Linked DNA regions of Zea mays: all the other regions are linked to region 1. Evidence: chromatin contacts called from public Hi-C data. All regions are on one chromosome and are shown on one strand. The core of a region is the stretch at or near the end of the contact, and the rest is flanking DNA. Distances in the headings are between cores, read along the strand shown.

Region 1 (2,666 bases), core at 123-2,622:
AACACAATCATGCATTTATTTTAAGTACACGGTGGCAGTGGGACTAAAATAAGCAGACATGACATAATCACATAACCCGATATATAGAGCCAGCCAAACGGACTGGGTCCTGTACTCCTGTTTGGTGCGCAGCCGTGTGGTCGGCACGGGACAGGGGCAAGCGGACGCGGAGTGACGTACGTACCCCCTCCCCCTGGCCCTGGCTGCATGCATGGACCACACACCGTCCGAACAGTTTCGAGACGCGAATTCATGTTGCGATTGGATGCAACTTGCTTTCTGTATTCTTGTCTTCTTTCTTGGTGTGTGATGCTGCGGCTATCTAGCTCGTCTGACAGAGAACGAACGGGTGAGGGTAGCTTATAACTCTACACCATGCTCGAGACTTTATTTGCAATTATTATACGGTAAGTATGTACTACAAGCGTTAATCTAATTGTACCTGTACTAGCAGCCATGAAGAGTTGTCTGTTACTCTCAATCTTTGAGATAGACGAGAGTGAGAGAGAGAGAGAGAGAGGAGGAGGAGGTCTTGTTTACTCACCTCGATGTTCCGTTGGACGTCGAGCCTCAGCACGGCCATGGTCGGCCCGATCTTATCTGCACACACACACAACACGCAACGCCATGGGCAAATCGCCATTGAGGATTCAGCAGTGACTCAGTGAGGGGGTGGAAACGCAAGTAGAGATGAGCATGCAGCTTGGAGGCGGGCAAGGTCAAGAACATGAGATACATACATGCATGGTATGGCATGGCAACTGATGGTTGCTACTCACCGAGCACTCGAACGAGGAGGTGCGACAGCGCCAGGAAGCGGAGCGTGGGCAGGGACGACGCGGCCGCCTTGCCATCGCCGTCGACGCGCTTGAGATGGGCCGCCGGGGACAGCTCCTCGATGGCGAGCCGTATCTCGGACCACTCCACGGCTTCGTCGTCTCGATCCTCCTCCTCCCGCTCGTCTCCTTCTTTCTCGACCCTCTCGCCCTCCGCTGCTCCTTCCTGCTGCTGCTGCTGCCCTGGCCCGCTGGCCAGGGCCCTGGCTTCTCCCTCGCCCCTTTCCCTCTCCACCATGGACGCCGGTTGCTTTGTTGCAGTTGCAGCTCTCACTGCCAAGGCATTCCAAGCTTATCCTCCCTGCTCTTTGCTGAGAACCTGAGACACACACACATACACAGAGAGAGAGAGAGAGAAAGGGAGAGCGCAAGTCAAATGTCTGTGTTTTGCGAATGAAGACCTGACCCTCCAATCGGTAGCAGCCCTTGAGACCATAATATATACTATATCCTACTAATAATATCCAGGCAGGTATCAGTGTCAGTACGGGAAGCCCTGTAGAAACAGGCACGCTATTACTACTTTACTAGGAGCTCAAACCGCTCTCGTTGGCTTTTCAAAATATAGGGTTGGCATCGTTACGTTACGTCTGCAGAGCCCAAACCGCGGCTTTGGCAATGCAAGCAGAGAAAGAAACAGCTTTATTAATCGCGACGATAAGGCAAGGCAGACCTCAGCAGCTAGCTGCTTACACCCGTGATGTCGATGCCTCAGCGCATCAAATCACATACATTAATGAACCCCCAAAAAAACAATTGGAGGCAAAATAACGCAAACCTATCGAACTTGGAAAAGAGATAAATCTTAAAACAAAAGCGGTGGCTGCGAGTTCACCGGTCAGGCCGTCACGTTACTGTTACTTACTTAAGCAGTGACGTATAAGTCGTAGCCCATGTCATTTCCCTGCTCTACGAGGCGGCGTCGACGCCGGATCAGTGACACTGCAGATGAATCTGGCTTTTTCTCCCGCTCTCGCGTCAGTGGCGTCACCTCTTTTTTTTTTATCCAAAGCGGCGTCGACAGCTAGAACGGCCTTGGACCGTGCTTGCTTTCTCCTGTCCTGTGACGCCACCTTCCGCTTGTAATGTACACCTACTGTTCGTAGAGGGGGTCAGAAAAAGCAGCCAGCGGCACACCAAGGGGGTGTTTGGTTTCTAGTGACTAATATTTAGTCCCTACATTTTATTCTATTTAAGTCACAAAATTGTCAAATATAGAAACTAAAACTTTATTTTAGTTTCTATATTTGACAATTTATACACTAAAATAGAATAAAATGATGGGACTAAACATTAGTCCCTAGAAACCAAACACCCACCAAATCTACTGCAGCTGTTGGTAACCACTTGTACGACGAAAAGTAGCTGCAGCAAAAAGGAAGCGAAGCTCAATCACAGAGAAGCGGCATGATTGAAGTCCAGCAGCTGCAAACGAAGCTCAGTCAGAGAAGCGGCAGTTATTACAAGTGCAAGCATAGCATTTCCCAGAATAGCATTGCCCCGATCGGCAGGGATTAGGTGGCGACCCTTCAGGCAGGCTACCCATAAAACCGTTGCAATGTCTGAATCTGTGTCCCCAGAGCTCATGCTTAAAATCGCTTACCCGTACTCCTGTAGAATTTGTGTCCGCATCCGAACAGCAGCTCTGCCTCACGCTTTGCATAGGAGCCCATCAACCAACCAGCCTTTCAGATACCTTGCCGTTTCAATCAACTCGGTAGCTGGTACTGTATATGATAGTTTAGTAACACAAAGCACATCAGAATGTTCTCTGGCGGTGCCTGTTTGAAACAGCGGCAGGCCTGCCGTGGCGAAACATTTGCTCAATAA
Region 2 (2,666 bases), core at 88-2,587, 220 kb after region 1:
TACCCGTCGGGGGGTTCTGAGCCTCCGGAAGGGTCTTTTCCCTACGCAGATCCGGAGTACATGAGAAGCAAAGTGTTGACACCCAAGTCTGACGTATACTGCTTCGGAACCGTGATACTCCAGCTACTGACCGGAAGACAGGAGCCTGCACGGCGGCTTGCTGGTGAAGTAAGGTGTGCCATGGCTTGTGGCAAGCTATCGTCAATTCTCGACCCTGCTGCTGGGCATTGGCCTATGGAGGTGGCCGGAAGGCTAGCGGAACTGGGCCTGAGGTGCAGTGAGGACAGAAGCCGGGATCGCCCAGACCTGACTGCTGAGACCGTACGAGAGCTGGAACAGCTACACTTGACGAGGGAGGAGGAACAAGCACCCTCCTCTTTCCTGTGCCCGATTATGCAGGCAAGTACCATCGTCTTGCACCATTGTTAACTAGGGAAACGGGTATGGGGGTTGGATCGATGTGAATTGTGATGATGACAAGAAACTCGGTGCGTTTCTTTTATTCTTTCCCTCTTCTGTTTTGGCTTGCAGGAGATAATGCATGATCCTCAGGTGTGCGCTGCTGATGGGGTGACCTACGAAGGGCGGGCGATCCGTGAGCGGATGGAGTTGGAGACTGGGCAGGGGACAGCGCCTCTGAACAACCTGAAACTGGAGCATCTCAGTCTCACACCTAACCACGCCCTTCGGTTCGCTATCCAGGATTGGCTTCGTCGCTCTCGCCGATGAAACTTTTTGCCTGGCGTTTCTTTTGGGTTTTCGACCTGTACAGATTTCACGTGTAAAGGGGTATAGCATATCTGCATATGAATAATTTGAATAGCTGTTCTAAGGTTTTGTCTGTACTTCATGAAATGTATCAGGATGCATGTACGCGGCAATGCAGCTTCAGGATCGATCGCATAAATCTTAAAATAATACTGTCTATGCCATGTCCAACCATCTCTCTAATCTCATCTTTTATTTTAAAATTTCTCTCTATAAATAATACTGTCTATGCCATGTGTTGGATGTGGCTACAGTGGACAAATGTTACAAACTCATAAAGTCCACATGAGAAACTGGGAACTCAGAGATAAGATGTTACACTGTAAGGTCTACAACTCTACATGGAGAGGTATATGGTAGGGAAAAATGTGAAGTGGAAGTTAGTTATTTTTGTGTTATGGCTGTGTTTTCTGAAAATGATAATTAGTGACGTGGTAGTTAGCTATGGATTTAAAAAAACGAAGGAATTCCAAAAGTGATTTAAAACAAGGAATAATTGGATCTATACCATTAAAAGATCCAATCTTTAGATATATACCATGGACCCCACATGTCATTGACTCATGTGGACCCACATGTAAGTGAGATAGTAATGGTATGGATCCAAAGTGGTGATCTTTTAATGGTATGGATCCAAATTTCCCTTAAAACAAACAACACAGTTTCCCGAATCATTGTTTTGGGCCTTGGTGGGCTCTCTACTTTCTGCCTTCCGGCGGTTTCCTTTCATCCTCGTGTTGACCTAGCCAATTTCTTCGACCGAACGAAAACACAGCCGTCGTCGCCGTCCCGCCCGCCCACGGCCGCCGCCGCCGCCAGCTGCCGTTTCCCAAAAGCGAGCGAACGGCAAACCAAATAAAAACTCCTCGAACTACCGGCTTCTACTAAAACCCTCGACGTCGGCAGCGCGGCGTCGGCGAGATGAAGAACCTGCGCCTTGTGACGAGGCTCCCGCAGCAGCTCCAGCTCCAGATAGACGGCGAAACCCTCGTCGCCTCCGCCATCGACGCAGAGAGCCGCCGCGCTTTCTTCGCTTCCTCCGCCAACTTCATCTACACCGTCTCACTGCCCTCGTCCTCCACCCAGGAACAGGTCTCCAATTCCACCCCATCCCCTGCTGATCAAGACGAGTTTTTTTTTCCTTGCTTCTTTGTTTCTTTCACTGTGTCTACGCTAGAAAGCCAGCAAGCAACACTTACTAAAATATTGCTGTATTCTTGTATAGCCAATGGTTTAATTTTTTCAGTCCAGGAAAAAAAGTTCGCTATGCCAACAACTTCATCTTGTAGCTTTCCAGGTTGTGCTGACTATCTTGCTTTCGTACCACTTCTGCAGCAACTACTGCAATGGAGCAAAACTGCTACTCAACACTCTGACATGGAGGAGGTTGTTCTTGATCCTGGAGATCGCATTGTTGCCATGGATTATCTTATGGAGAGGGAGTCTCTACTCCTTGGGTCGTCAGATGGTTGTCTTCTCTTATATAACGTGGAGGAGAAAACAACTGAAGTTGTCGGAAGACTGGAAGGTGGTGTCAACACCATTGCCTCTAGCCCCGATGGGGCCCTTCTCTCTGTCACCACTGGACTCGGCCAACTGCTTGTCATCACACAGGACTGGGAAGTGCTGTTTGAGACTTCACTTGACCCTCAAGTATGTTTAATATACTAAAGTCTTACTGAATATACACGTTCTTTTTGTGTGTGTTTGTGTTCTCTCCCAATTCTAAACATCCTTCTTCTCAGGACGAGACCATTGACAACACAGACAGTACCGGTGGTCAGAGTCGAAGTGCAATTTCTTGGCGAGGGGATGGGAAGTATTTCGCTACACTTGTAGCCCCTGAGAGCTTTTCTAGCCCTACAAAACTTAATGTCTGGGAACGTGAATCGGGAAAA
Region 3 (2,666 bases), core at 63-2,562, 140 kb after region 1:
TCGCCATGGAAGCCATCCCTCCGGCCTGACAACTGTCCCCAAGTAACAGCTGACATACAATGTCCTGGCATACTCCTTCCATGGCCGGCCCAAATACAGTCTGTATGAATCTGGCTTTCTCCGAAACAATTCCACAAACCCTTTGTTCCCATCCACAGTGCAATTCACAAATACAAACCCTGTCGTCTGCCCCGGATCAATCCTCCCACTAGCCGCCACCACGTTTCGTGCGCGCTTCTGAGCTCCCTCGGCCCGTGGTACAGTCTTAATCACACATTCCTCAAACACTGCTGCTGCATTCCCAAATATAAAATCCACTGTCCCTACAATATGGCACCTGCGGTAGAACTGCCGCATTGTGTGAGCATACAGCGTATCCTGATGTCCACGGAACTCCACATTCTCCAGCACTGACCGATCGCTGTCAGAACGGAACGCTACAGCCTGATGAGCTCCAGCACCAGCGCTGTTCTCAAATGTTATATCCCTCGCACGGAACCCGTCACCGATCACATCCACCGTCGCAGTTTCATAAGTTCCCAGCCCATCGATCCCCACGCTCCGGGACGCAGTGATAACAGTAGCTCCCATACCCTCCCCCATCAGCAAAATGTTGGCCTTCTCATACGGAATCACGACATTTTCCTTGTACGTACCTGCACCAACTGCGATGGCGAAGTGCCCAGCGCCAGCGGTGTGGTTCGGCGCTGCGTCCACCGCGGCCTGCACGGTCGAGTAGCCACACGGCTTCACACCGGAATTCGGTTTGCACACCGTGGCGTCGGGGCGGATCCTCGCAGGGAATGCGGCGGCAGGGGCGGAAGAGGGAGGAGGTTTCAGGGCGGCATTTAGGGTTTGTGGGGCAAGGGAATTGAGGAAGCGGGACGTGAGGGGGTGGGAGCGGAAGGCCGGGAGCGAGAGGAGGTGGGAGCAGTCGTACTGGCACTGGAGCGAGCCGGAGGCGAGGTGGAGCGCGGCGGGGACGTCGCCGGACTCCAGGGACGACAACGAGGCGCGGAGGCGGTGCAGCGAGAGGGCGAGGTGGTCGGCGCAGGGCCGCGCGTAGGAATTCGGCGACGGGTGCGCAGCGATGGCCGCGTGGAGGAGCGAGGCGGGCGCGGTGGTGTGCTCCCAGGGCGGCGCGGCCGGGAGGAGGACGAGCAGCGTAAGGAGCAGGAGCCCGGACGCCGCCGCGGCGAACTGGAGGAGGCGACCGCGGCGTGGGAGCGGGTGGGGGTGGCCGCGCGGCATTTGGCGGACATGCGCGTCGGAGCGGAGGCGGCGTGGCGACACTAGTTCGCGTTGTGTTCTTCGATGTGTACAGTACTCGTTCGTTTCGTCTCCATTGGTAACCGGGAAGGACCGAAGGAGGGTGAGGACGTGTCAGTTATGGCGGACTTTCAGAAAGACGTTTCCGCATCCTGTTGGCGTACGCCGTTACCAGCTTAAAAGGATAAGCTGGCCTCGTCACCACGCTCCATGGTGGCTCTGAAGTCATCTGTTAACCGATGGATTTGGTCGTCGAAAGCGTCGTTCATGGGCGCTTACCCGTCAGGCCATCAAGGTTTCCTCTTCTGCCCGGCTCGTTGCCCTCCACTACCGTGGCACTGAGTGCTGCCTTTTCCGGACGTCCATGCCCACCCATTGTTCGTCGGAATGCCCCAGCGGTGGTGCCATTTGCCAAGAAGAAGAGGAATGAATATATCGAAGATCCGCCAGATGAGGAGGTCGCAGATGATTTCACCGACGAGATGGAGGAGGACTTCGACGACGCCAAAGAAGACGAAGGCGGTAATGGATTTTGTGAACTCGGTGATGTTTGTTTTTCCTGTTTGGGATTTCCGGCTGACTTCCTGTGGGACGACTGGGGATTGTGGTCCCTGCAGTTTGCTCCATTTATATGCTCCCCTCATCTGATTGTTCGCACTGTGATGCATCCCCTCTAAAATTTTAGTGAGAAGCGTTTTGCGCATCTGTTCCTTTTCATGTGCTTGTGTCTTATCGTTCACTATGAATCATCCATGCTAGCAAGGTGTGTGGTACGATCATCTACACACATGACTACGAGTTATCCTACAATATGCAGACTCTTCCATTTGTTTCAGAAGAAGATGCAGTTGCACTGCACATTGTTGGGACCTACAATCACCACGAAATTGAGGGAAAGATGTCATTGATCATTTGCGTAACTCATTAGTCCTTACCTTGTCAAGGTTTATGCTTTCTAGCACGAACACTTGGAGGTGCAACACTACAGTCTTGTTAGTAAATTGGGACAGGGCTGATGTAGTGATGTATTTCCTTCTATTGCAAACATCAATAATGATTTATGGTCTTAGGTTATGTAGCGGTTCTGATTTACAATGCGTTTGTCTGAACTTGTGTGCTCTAAAACATACAGTGTTTCAGCAACCAGCATACTTGTCTGCTCATGACTTTTGATGTCCCCTGCTCAGTTAGTATTATTAGTTTCATATATAAGCCAAGCAGTACTTTGTTATACTAAATAAAGTTACTTCGTTCACCAAATCATGCAGATGTAATGGATGATGACGAAGAGTATGAGGACGACTATGACTTTGAAGATGATTTTGAGAGTGATGATGAACAGGATCTTTATGTAAGTTTCACTCTACTTGCTTGATAAATACAGTTTGATTATGTAA

What was found. Hi-C and Micro-C count contacts between places; a contact is called where the count stands out from the background.
Region 2: a Hi-C map of tassel shows a contact between it and region 1, with 6 times the contacts expected there. The contact joins the promoter of LOC100193043 here to the promoter of LOC100276602 in region 1. A contact is called at or near these places in 5 of 25 Hi-C or Micro-C datasets (ear, endosperm, leaf and 1 more).
Region 3: a Hi-C map of tassel shows a contact between it and region 1, with 4 times the contacts expected there. The contact joins the promoter of LOC100272930 here to the promoter of LOC100276602 in region 1. A contact is called at or near these places in 4 of 25 Hi-C or Micro-C datasets (ear, endosperm, leaf and 1 more).

What each region holds. Positions count from the first base shown.
Region 1 is chr2:50,388,507-50,391,172 of Zm-B73-REFERENCE-NAM-5.0, forward strand. It overlaps LOC100276602, which reads right to left and starts at 1,373. Exons shown (of 3, transcript NM_001150351.2): 1 at 780-1,373; 2 at 545-600. The coding sequence starts at 1,074. It also overlaps a transcript of LOC100382535 not described here.
Region 2 is chr2:50,612,116-50,614,781 of Zm-B73-REFERENCE-NAM-5.0, forward strand. It overlaps LOC100193043, which reads left to right and starts at 1,338. Exons shown (of 5, transcript NM_001357854.2): 1 at 1,338-1,860; 2 at 2,104-2,421; 3 at 2,514-2,666. The coding sequence starts at 1,690. LOC103646429 reads left to right here. Exons shown (of 7, transcript XM_008671166.4): 6 at 1-399; 7 at 532-925. The coding sequence ends at 729.
Region 3 is chr2:50,531,592-50,534,257 of Zm-B73-REFERENCE-NAM-5.0, forward strand. It overlaps LOC100272930 (putative pectinesterase/pectinesterase inhibitor 51), which reads right to left and starts at 1,313. Exons shown (of 1, transcript NM_001147382.1): 1 at 1-1,313. The coding sequence starts at 1,251. LOC100216947 (Uncharacterized protein family UPF0090) reads left to right here and starts at 1,394. Exons shown (of 6, transcript NM_001359523.1): 1 at 1,394-1,564; 2 at 1,666-1,791; 3 at 2,538-2,620. The coding sequence starts at 1,480.